2 separate regions of the Mus musculus genome follow, and region 1 is linked to region 2. Evidence: chromatin contacts called from public HiChIP or PLAC-seq data. All regions are on one chromosome and are shown on one strand. Each heading gives the region's core, a stretch centred on a gene start, on an enhancer-like site or on the middle of the called end of the contact. The rest is flanking DNA. Distances are from core to core; before and after follow the strand shown.

What was found. HiChIP or PLAC-seq counts read pairs in DNA pulled down with a chosen protein or histone mark.
Region 1: a contact with region 2 is called in an H3K27ac HiChIP or PLAC-seq map of embryonic fibroblasts, with 32 read pairs. The contact joins the enhancer-like site here to the promoter of Col5a1 in region 2. A contact is called at or near these places in 2 of 39 promoter capture datasets (the 3T3-L1 cell line and hippocampal neurons), 1 of 15 datasets of contacts at CTCF or cohesin (the NIH/3T3 cell line), 19 of 484 Hi-C or Micro-C datasets (the 3T3-L1 cell line, the C2C12 cell line, the MC3T3-E1 cell line and 9 more), 13 of 115 datasets of contacts at active chromatin or transcription factors (the NIH/3T3 cell line, cardiomyocytes, embryonic fibroblasts and 6 more) and 2 of 9 other capture datasets (adipose tissue and pancreatic islet).

What each region holds. Positions count from the first base shown.
Region 1 is chr2:27,843,839-27,848,548 of GRCm38.p6, reverse strand. No RefSeq gene overlaps it. Among named protein-coding and RNA genes, the nearest start is that of Gm39777, 7.8 kb to the right of the region's middle. Within about 2 kb of position 1,313, at least 51 of the 459 cell types and tissues checked have an H3K27ac peak or open chromatin away from gene starts, as enhancers often do. A contact at or near this core is called in the C2C12 cell line, the NIH/3T3 cell line, adipose tissue and 4 more, where this site is marked.
Region 2 is chr2:27,883,816-27,888,755 of GRCm38.p6, reverse strand. It overlaps Col5a1 (collagen, type V, alpha 1), which reads right to left and starts at 2,331. Exons shown (of 66, transcript NM_015734.2): 1 at 1,832-2,331. The coding sequence starts at 1,940.

The sequences.
Region 1 (4,710 bases), core at 64-2,563, 39 kb after region 2:
CTGACGTGGTCTGAAAGTTGGACAGGCTACTGGCTCCACACCCAATTGTGCTCGCAAACTTTCCCTGGCCTTTCAAAGTCCAACAACATCTGTGAAAGCCCCCTCCCCAGCTCTGTCTCTGAGACACTCTCATGTCTGGTGGGCGTCATCTTTCCTGTGGAACCCAGGGGTTCAGAGCCTAACACTGCAAACCAGTTGGGAATCCTGGGGTCTCCCCAGCTATTTAAAGGGGTGACTGCAGCTGACTGAGGTTGTGCTCTGGGGTAGTCCTGGTTTTTCCTGTTTACCTAGTCCCCCGTAGGTCCTGGAACCAGCATCCCAGTCCTACCCCGGTGCTGACAAGAAGTCACCACCTTTCTGATGGATGGGCAGGACTCCTGCAGAGTCCACCTTTTCCTAAAATGGAGCAGAAAGTCCCTGCAGAGGTTCTCGGTGGCCCCCAATTGTGCTCACATGACTTGGACTCAACCTCGTGAAACTGGAAGCTCCTTGAGGGAGGATCATGTCCCAGGGGGATTACTGAGCGGAGAGGGAAGTTTCCATGAGAACTGCTTAGAACAGCAGTTCTCAACCCCTTTAGGATTCAAATGATCCTCTCCCAGGGGTCGCCTAAGACTGTCAGAAAACACAGATATTTACATCAGCATTTATCACAGCAGCAAAGTCACAGTTATGAAGTAGCAACAAGGATAATTTTAAGGTTGGGGGGTCATCACACCATGAGGAACTATAATAAAGGGTCACTGCATTAGGAAGGTTAAAACCCAATGGCTTAGAATCATAGTCCTCAGCAGAGCCAACTCTGGGACATTGAACAGGGGCACTGTTGTCAGAAGTCAAAGGGCCTTCCTTGCTAACCATGGAAGTAGTAAACTTGTAATTTACTACAAGTTGCAAGAGGTTCTGAGATTAAGTGAGAAATTCCTGCAATGTTTCTTTTGTTTCTTTCTGTACCTTTCCATGAATGTTCACGCCACTGTGTCACATTCCCCTGGCTAACCCTCTCTCTGTGCAGTTTTAACTGGTGATCTTTTGAAAATCAGAATCTACCAGTACAGAGATGTCCAGAGATTCTTAATCCTCTTGTGCTCAGAGTGCCCAAGAACCCAGGAGCAGGCACAGGCATGGCAGGAGATATTCTACCCAGTAAGACATAACATCTGTGGACCGCTGATCCTCTGGGCTTCTCTGGACAGTTCAAACCTCAGCCTGACCTTTCTCTAGCCCCCAAACCCGAGCTGACTCCAGCATCCTAGGGTAGAGCTTGGCCCGGCCCCTGAATGAGCTAAGCCTCTCATGTCTGGTGTCCAGATGCCCAGCCAGGACCTCCTCTCCTTCACAGGCGATCCTCTGGCCCCTGCCCAGGACTCACATTCCACAGCTTGTCCTCAGGAGACAAAGGCCAGTTCACACAGCTCTGCTGCCTTCTCTGCTAGTCACGCACAGTCAGGGATGTGGGGACCATCAGCCAGGACAGCCAAGGAACCTTCCCTCTCACCTGGGATGAAGCCATGGTTAACTCTAGAGCTGAATGTGAAGACTTAGGGTCAAGAGAACTCAAAACCACCTCCATTCGGTAGAACCAAGCTTAGCAACGGATTGGTGATGCTGGCCAAGACAATGGATAGAGGCCAGGCCTATTTACCAATGCTGGACTTCCACCTGCAGGGTCTATTTTCTGGTCTAGACAGAGCTGAGGAGTCCAGAGCTCTGCCAAGCAGTGTCCTGTGCAGGCAGCTAACAGAAGAAGGGTGGCAATCTAGCCAGCAGCACACCCTCAGCCCTGTAAGGGCAGCCTATGGTTCAAAGTTCCCTGTGAAGCTCAGCCATTGGAGCAATAATAAACAGCAGGTCCTTTCAGAGGTGTAAGTCATCAGAGCAAGCCCTTCTGGATTAGCACTGTTATTTAAGCACTGGCTCTATTGGAAAAGCCTGTCATAGCCTACTGTAGAATTCTTCCCTAGGGAGATGCTAAACAATGTCACCTGGCCTACTGAAGTCCCAGTGACTAACCAAAGTTTGCCCTGGGGAACCAGTGAGTTTACTGGACTCACAGAACATGGGTAAAGGTTCGTGGGCTGGAGCATAGCATAGGTGATCCTAAAGCAGCCAGACTGGAAGATCTGACCCTGCGTGGATAATGGAAGATCTGACCCTGAGTGGATAATGGTGTCTCTCTTAGTTTGGGTTTTGCTGCTATGAACAGACACCATGACCAAGGCAACTCTTATAAGGACAACATTTCATTGAGGCTGGCTTACATGTTTAGAGGGCCAATCCATTATCATTAAGATGGGAGCATGGCAGCATCTAGGCAGGCATGGTGCAGGTGTAGCTGAGAGTTCTACATCTTCATCTAAAGGCTGCTAGCAGAATACTGACTTCTAGGCAGCTCAGATGAGGCTCTTAAAGCCCACACCCACTGTGACATACCTATTCCAACAAAACCACACCTACTCCAAAAAGGCCACACTGACTCCAACAGGGCCATACTTTCTAATAGTGAAACTCCCTGGGCCGAGCTTATATAAACCATAACAGAACCCCCCCATACCACTTAGATAGGAACCCCTCAGCTAAGTCTCCCCAACCTATAAACTTTAGCCCCTCCTAAGACCTTCCAGGTCACACGCAATTAGTGTGAAATTTGAATACAAATGGTGGGAGGAGTGGCTTGATACTAAGGAAAGGGTCCATTGACCCTGCACACGCTTTCTTCCACGAGGAAATGTCAACAGTCCACTGTTCCCATAGTGATTGACATTCATAGGCAGGCACAGCTGATCTGATGAAGATGGCAACCCTTTTGCTCTGAGGACCATGTTTGACAACATTCCATGTGTCTTAGTTAGGGTTTTATTGCTGTGAAGAGACACCATAATCAAGGCAACTTGTATATAGGCAAACATTTATACAGTTTACACATGGGCTGGCTTACAGTTTCAGAGGTTCAGTCCATTATCATCATGGTGGGAAGCATGGCAGTGTGCAGGCAGACTTGGTGCTGGAGAGCTAAGAGTTCACCATCTTGTTCTGAAGGCAGCCAGCAGGAAGATCTCTTCCTCACTAGGTGGGGCTTGAGCACAGGACCTCAAAGTCCACCGCCACAGTGATGCACTTCTTCCAACAAGGCCACACCTCCTAAAAGAAGCACTTTACCATGAGCCAAGCATATGCAAACCACCACACTATATTTTACTTTTGTTACTGGTGTGATAAAATAACAGACACAAGAAAAGGTGTGTTTGGGACTCATTAGGCTTCTTTTGCTATGATAAGCACCATGACCACACGCAACTTGGGGAGGAAAAGGTTTATCTGGCTTGCAATTCATAGTCCATCATGAAAATTAGGAGAGGAACTGGAAGCAGAAACTGAAGCAGAAGCCAGAGAGGAATGCTGTTACCTGGCTTACTCAGCCTGTTTTCTTATAACAGCCAGGGCCACCTGCCCAAGAATGTCACTGTCACTGTGTGCTGGGCCCTCCCACATCGATCATCAGTCAGGAATGTGTCCCACAGAACTGCTCACAGGCTGGTCTAGGGCATTCCCAATGACTCTAGATTGTGTTGTGAAAAAAACCAACAGCGAAGGGTTTATTTGGACTCACAGTTTACAGGTACAGGCCATCATGGTGGGGGTGGCATCGTGAGTACAAAGCAGGAGGGTGTGGCATGGCACCCAGTCAGGAAGCAGGAGGAGACGAGTGCTGGGCTTGGCTCACTGTCTTCTTTGTATTCAGTCTAGGCCTCTATCCCTGTGATGGTTTTGTATACACTTGGCTCAGGGGGTGACACTGTTGGGAGGTGTGGCCTTGTTGGAGTAGGTGTGGCCTTGTGAGTGCGGGCTTTAATACTGGCACCCTAGCTGTATGGAAATGAAGATGTAGAACTCTCAGCTTACCCTGCACCATGTCTGCCTGGACACTGCCATGCTTCCTGCCTTAAAGATAATGGACTGAACCTCTGAACCTGTCAGCCAGCCCCAATTAAATGTTGTCCTTATAAGAGTTGTCATGGTCATGATGTCTGTTCACAGCAGTAAAACCCTATCAAAGACCCATGATGGCACCACTCATACTAGGTTGGGTCTTTAGTTAACACAATTTATAAATCCTCTCCCCAGACATGCCCATAGCTTTGTCTCCTGGGTAATTCTACACCCTGCCAAGTGGACAGTCAATACTAGCCATCACATTGAGATACCCACTAAGCACCTGAGAGCACAAAGGGCCAGAGGTGCCCTGTCCCTCCCCCCCTGGAGTTACAAGGCAGCTGACATCTGTGGGGAACAGAAAAGGTGAGGAATGGCTTCCCAACCCAACCTTCCTGCTGCACTTTCCTGGCTCAACAAACAGGCTCGTCCATGTTCAGATGCCTTCTGTTGGCAGGTGCCCAGATTGACACACAATGGTACTCAAGTGGTGGCTGCTGCGCAGATCTGGGGACAAGTGTCACTGTTGGGCAACAAACTGTTCAGATGGACCTCAGAGCAGAGCTCTTTGTCACCTCCACTACTTGAGCCACTGAACTGTGAAAATGCTGGGTAGGAACCTGTAGGGGGTGCTTCAAGAAACACATTCACTCTCCCATGGTAGTCCAGTCTCCTGACACACTGGGCCACAGCTGAGCTGGAGGCTCACAACAACCACTAGGTACCACATTGTGAACCACAGCTTGGTTTGGCCCTGGCTACTCTGTCACCTTGCCT
Region 2 (4,940 bases), core at 1,082-3,581:
AGAGCAGGGTCTGTTTGCACTTTCTCCTGACCTGTCAGCATCAAACGTGCACTGCTGCCCCTCTGGCCATGCACTGAGGGTGACTTCAAAGTGGGTCGCACCACAGGAGCAGAGGGGAAAGCTTCCCGAAGCCCACCCAGAAAAGCAGTTTCTTTATGTGCTTCTAAAAGTCAACTCTGTCCAAAGCAAAACAGCTAACAGCACAGCCAGGACCCAGGCAGCCCCTTCCAAATGGCCGCACCCTCAACAGCACAGGGAAGTGGGGCAGAGCATAGTAATAGAGTGACGAAGAGAGGTAGGTGGCCACAGGACAGGGCAGGGCTGGGACAAGGTACAGGGTGGACAGGGTGAACCCGGAACACCCAACCTATGCTAGTGGTAACCCCAGCTTCCCAGGCGAGAGGTCCACTGAAGGCTTCCCTCCTGGGGTTCTGGGGCGCACAGGGGAACATTGTGGGGGTATAGGGAAAAGAGAGGCTGACCTCTCTTGTCTCTCCTCCACACTTTCCTGAGGGCCTTCAGCATTCCCTACTGCTAGCTTAACCCTGGGAACTCCGGGGCAGTTGGTCCAAGTTCCACAAGAGTGAGCATCGTCAGCCCATGCTCTCCCTCGGTCCCCGCAGGCCCTGGCCCCTCCCATTTCCACTCTTGCTCATCCTGTGGCCACTGGACACTAATGGTGCCAGAAAGCAGGAGAAGAATATTGTAATTGGCCATGGGGGGTGGAAATGGATTCTCCTGCTAGTCCTAGTAACACCAGCTAAGCTAAGGAGAGCCCTGTCACTGCGCAAGGGCTGACCACTCCACCCGCTGTTCGGCTGCCTGAACTCTTTCTAACTGCCTTCGCCTCCCTGTATCAGCACATGCCTGGTGCCTTCCCACCCTGGGCTATGGTGTTTAAGGGCTCTGGGGAGGTTTATCCCACAACTAACTAACAAGAGTGATGCTGAAAATAATATGCCTGCCCAGACCTGAGCCTGAAAGCGCTGAAATACAGACAGGGACAATCCCAGTACCTCCCTGATTCTGCCCATTGGATCAGGGCTCCTTCAGAGAACCCAACCTGGCAGGAGTCTCACATCTGCAGATCATCTGAGAAGCTCCCAGCCCAGACTCCAAGGCCCTCTCCAGGCTTCCCGTTCATCCCATCTTTGGGCAGAAAGCCCAAGAAAACTACCTCTAAGGGGTTTGGAGGTTTGACGGCTAGGAGTAGGGCTGGCCTACCTCACAGGGCTCCCCAGTGCCCCTGAAGACTTGTCAGGGACTACAGGGAACTCTGTCCCCTGGGAATTGCAGAAACTTAGCTCAGACAAGCAAGAGGGTGTGTACAGAGGGAAGTCCATAGCTGGGGTTTCAAACTTCTGGGATCCCCCTCCACCCCTAGGCGTCCCTGAGGAACTGAATGGCCTTGACTCTAGGGGGCGGCCCTTTCCAGCTTTCAGAAGGAAAGTTTCTGCTTAAGGGCTGCGTGGGATGCAGCGGGTCGCCTGTGATGTGGGACAGAAAATGCGAGGTTTGGGGACAAAAGTGTGAGCACCTCTGCTGGGATCTAACACGAGGCAGATTCTTCCTTGACTCGACCAACAGCCCCACCCAGCAGGCCCGTTTGAGGAGGGGGCGGTACGCCGCGGGGATGGAGTTGGCCCGGCTCCCTCTCCTGGGCCCCCAACGAATGGTATTCGTTGTCTTGCCCGGTGCATTCCACAGGCCAAGGAGGAAAGTTCTGCAGGCTCGGAGGAGGCCGGCGGCGAAGGAGCCCGAGATGACAGCGGCGCGGAGGTTCTGCGCACCTCTTACAGTCCCCGAGGTCCGGTCCCCAGAGCACTCTTACCTGCGCGGCTCGAAGGCGGCGCCCACAGCAGCAGCAGGAACAGGAGTAGCGGCGAAGACAGCAGCAGGGCGCCTGGGCGCGCAGCTTTCCAGCGGGTGTGTACGTCCATGCCGGCGGGGTGCGCGGGCCGGGGAGCGGGAGACGCACACGATGCACGGGGACCAGAGACACGTCCCGGGTGGCGGACGCTAGGGGAGCACGACAACTTCAGGGAGTCATAGGAAGCTCGGCACCCGCCCGATCTCCCCCGCGGCGGTGGCTGTTCTGGAAGAGGCAGCGGGCGCGCTCGCCCACGGCGCAGGGATCGACTGTGGCCCGGGACGGCCGGGACCCCCTCGCTGGCTGCTCGCGCACTCCCTGTCCTCCTCCTTCTAGTCTCGTGGCCTCCTCACCGCTGCTGCCCCGCGACCCGCTCCCCGTGGGCGCTCCGCTGGAGTGAGGTCCTGCGCCAGCCGCGGGGACCAGGAGTGCGGACCTCGCCTTCGGCGCTGAGCACTTTTCCCCCCTTTCCCTCCCTCCCTCGCTGCTGGCAGACAACGCGGAGGCTGTGGATTCCCCCACCCCCCACCGCCCCCAACGCCCGCAGCAAATCAGAGCCCGGCGCCCCGCTCAGCAAGGCCGGTCCCCGCCTCCCACTGGGCGCCGAGGGCGAGGGGGTGGGGATAGCGGGCGAGTCGCGGCGAGGAAGGGGCTGGCCCGGGGCGGGAGCGGACGTGGGACGGGGCCGGCGCCCCCGTTCTTTCTCCCCGCTCTGGGCGGCGGCCTCCAAAACCTGATGGCCCACCCTGATCCTAGATTCTTCCCGCCTCAGGTACCCCGACCTGGCCAGACTCCAAGAACCAACGTTGAGGGACCCCCGAAGTTTGATCGCTGGAATTCAAAAGAGAGATTGCAGTACCACACAGAACTTTCTCTTTAAGGAGGAGTTCCGAGAGCTCCTCTTCTGGGCGGAGACTCAACTTGCAATTCAGCCAGAAGGGGCTCCCTAGACTATGACTGACAGGCCAATACAGCGCTGGGGACCTGCCTTCTACCTCTCCACAGACCAGACTGTCAAGGATGCCCAGAGGGGCCTTAAGTGAACAAGGAGTGACCAAGTTATTAATCAGGTGAAGGTCAGTCTCAGATCCCACCCCACCGCCTTACTGCTGTCCCTAGTGGCCCAACAACTCACAAGGAAAAGGAAGAGCCCCCTTCCAGAGCTGACAGCTGGAAAAGGAGAGGGGCTCCCAGCTCCCCATCTACAGCAGAGGGAGACAGGAGTTCTCCCAGACTTCTCCAGGCCTGGGAGGCCCTGCAAAAGCCTGACTCACTGCCCTGCCCTTCTCCAAGGGCTTCAGGGTTTGTTTAGAAAGAATCAGAGTGAATTAAGAAGGCTTTCAGACACAAAGCTATCGCTCCCTTTGAACACATTGCAGCCTGAAAGAATTTTGTAGTGATGGAGACCGGCCTGGGACATCTCTCTCCGGCTGCATCCTCAGGCTCCCTAGTTTCTCATTATTCTCCAAACAAGAGGAGAGTGGCAGTCAGGGTGCAGAGGCATTCATGGGATAGAGGCAGTCAGAGGGCAGAGGCAGTCAAGGGGCAAAGGCAGTCAGAGGGCAGAGGCAGTCAGGGGATAGAGGCAGTCAGGGGGCAAAGGCAGTCAGAGGAGTTGCTGGGATGGCCATGCTCTGGTTCTTGAATCTGAATGGGGGTGGCTAGTACTGACTTAATTCAAGCTTTGCTTAAGTGTGGAATGTACCTTATAGGGAACATCAGACAGTACACAGAATAGAGGAGGAAAGCTGGGGATGCAGCTCAGAGGCTGTGCACAAAGGTCCTAAATTCTATCCAGAGTACAGAGAGGGCAGAGGGAAACAAGCTTGAGTGGACATGCAGACAGACAGACAGACTCAGTCACAGTACAGTAAGAGTTAAAAGCCAGCTTGTACTTGTTATGGAATAATTATGTATGTGTGTAAGTTGTATAAATGATAAGATGTGTATGTGTGTGTGTATGAACACATGTGGGGGCATGTACATGCATATGTGTGTCTCTGTGTGTGTGCTGTGTATACTGTGTGCTTATGTGCCATTCCATTGGTGAGTTTCATGGGGATGAAAACCTCAGCCATCCGGAGGCTTTCACCAAGCTCACCTCCCCATCCCCAACCTGCATCAGGTCTACATATCAGGGGAGGTCTTTCTCCCATCCACAGACGGGGACGCTGCAAGTCAGGCGGGGTAAGGGGCTTACCCAGAGCACCAAATCAGCAATGCGCTGTGTCAGAGCCAAGATGAGTGCTGCAGCTGATCAGCAGGCACAGGGTTCTTCCCTCTTCGTGCTATAATACAGACTCAGAACATCTGCCTTCCAGCAGGTACACCCTAGGCATCCTGCTCAGGCTAAGCCAACCCATACCCAGCATCCTCCTGTGCCCAATTGGCATCTCATGATAATGGAGAGTATTGGTCATGGTCTGTTCACCAGCATGAGTCTTTGAGGAAGCAAGCTGCCTGTGGGCCCCATCTATACCAGCCTGCACTGTTGCACCAGGTCTCCATGATCATGGACATAGTCTTGTGCTTCTGCTGTGTTCTTTCCATCTCGCCTGTCTCTGTATATCCACCTCCATCCAGTGTCCCCTGCATGTCCCTGCCATGCATACATGCCATTACCCTCTGTTGTAGAATACAGTCCTCCAAGCAAAGCAACTGCCATTATTATCAGGTCAGCTGTCCCTGCTTGCAGGAGTCCATCCTGATTAGGCTTGTGGACTGTTGCTGTTCTCACATAGAAGCAGACAATGAGGGAGGACCTTTACCTGAGACTCTGGGGAGAAGCAAAGAGGAAACGCTAAGGGGTGGGAGGTGCTTCCCTCCTTCTCGGAGCATATGAAGTCTCTCAGGCACATTACAGACTGGCCCTCCAACAGGTCCTGGGCCCCAGCAGCTCTGCGGTAGGTGCAGAAGGTCATGATGAGCTGTGGCTCTGCCTTGTGTGTAGAGATATTCACACCAGCAGGGATGCCTTTACATTTGTGCCCAGGGAAGAGCTCCACCCATGCGTCCTTCAGCTGGCATTCAGAAGCCAGACCGATGTCCCACCCTTGTACATGCCATTCAT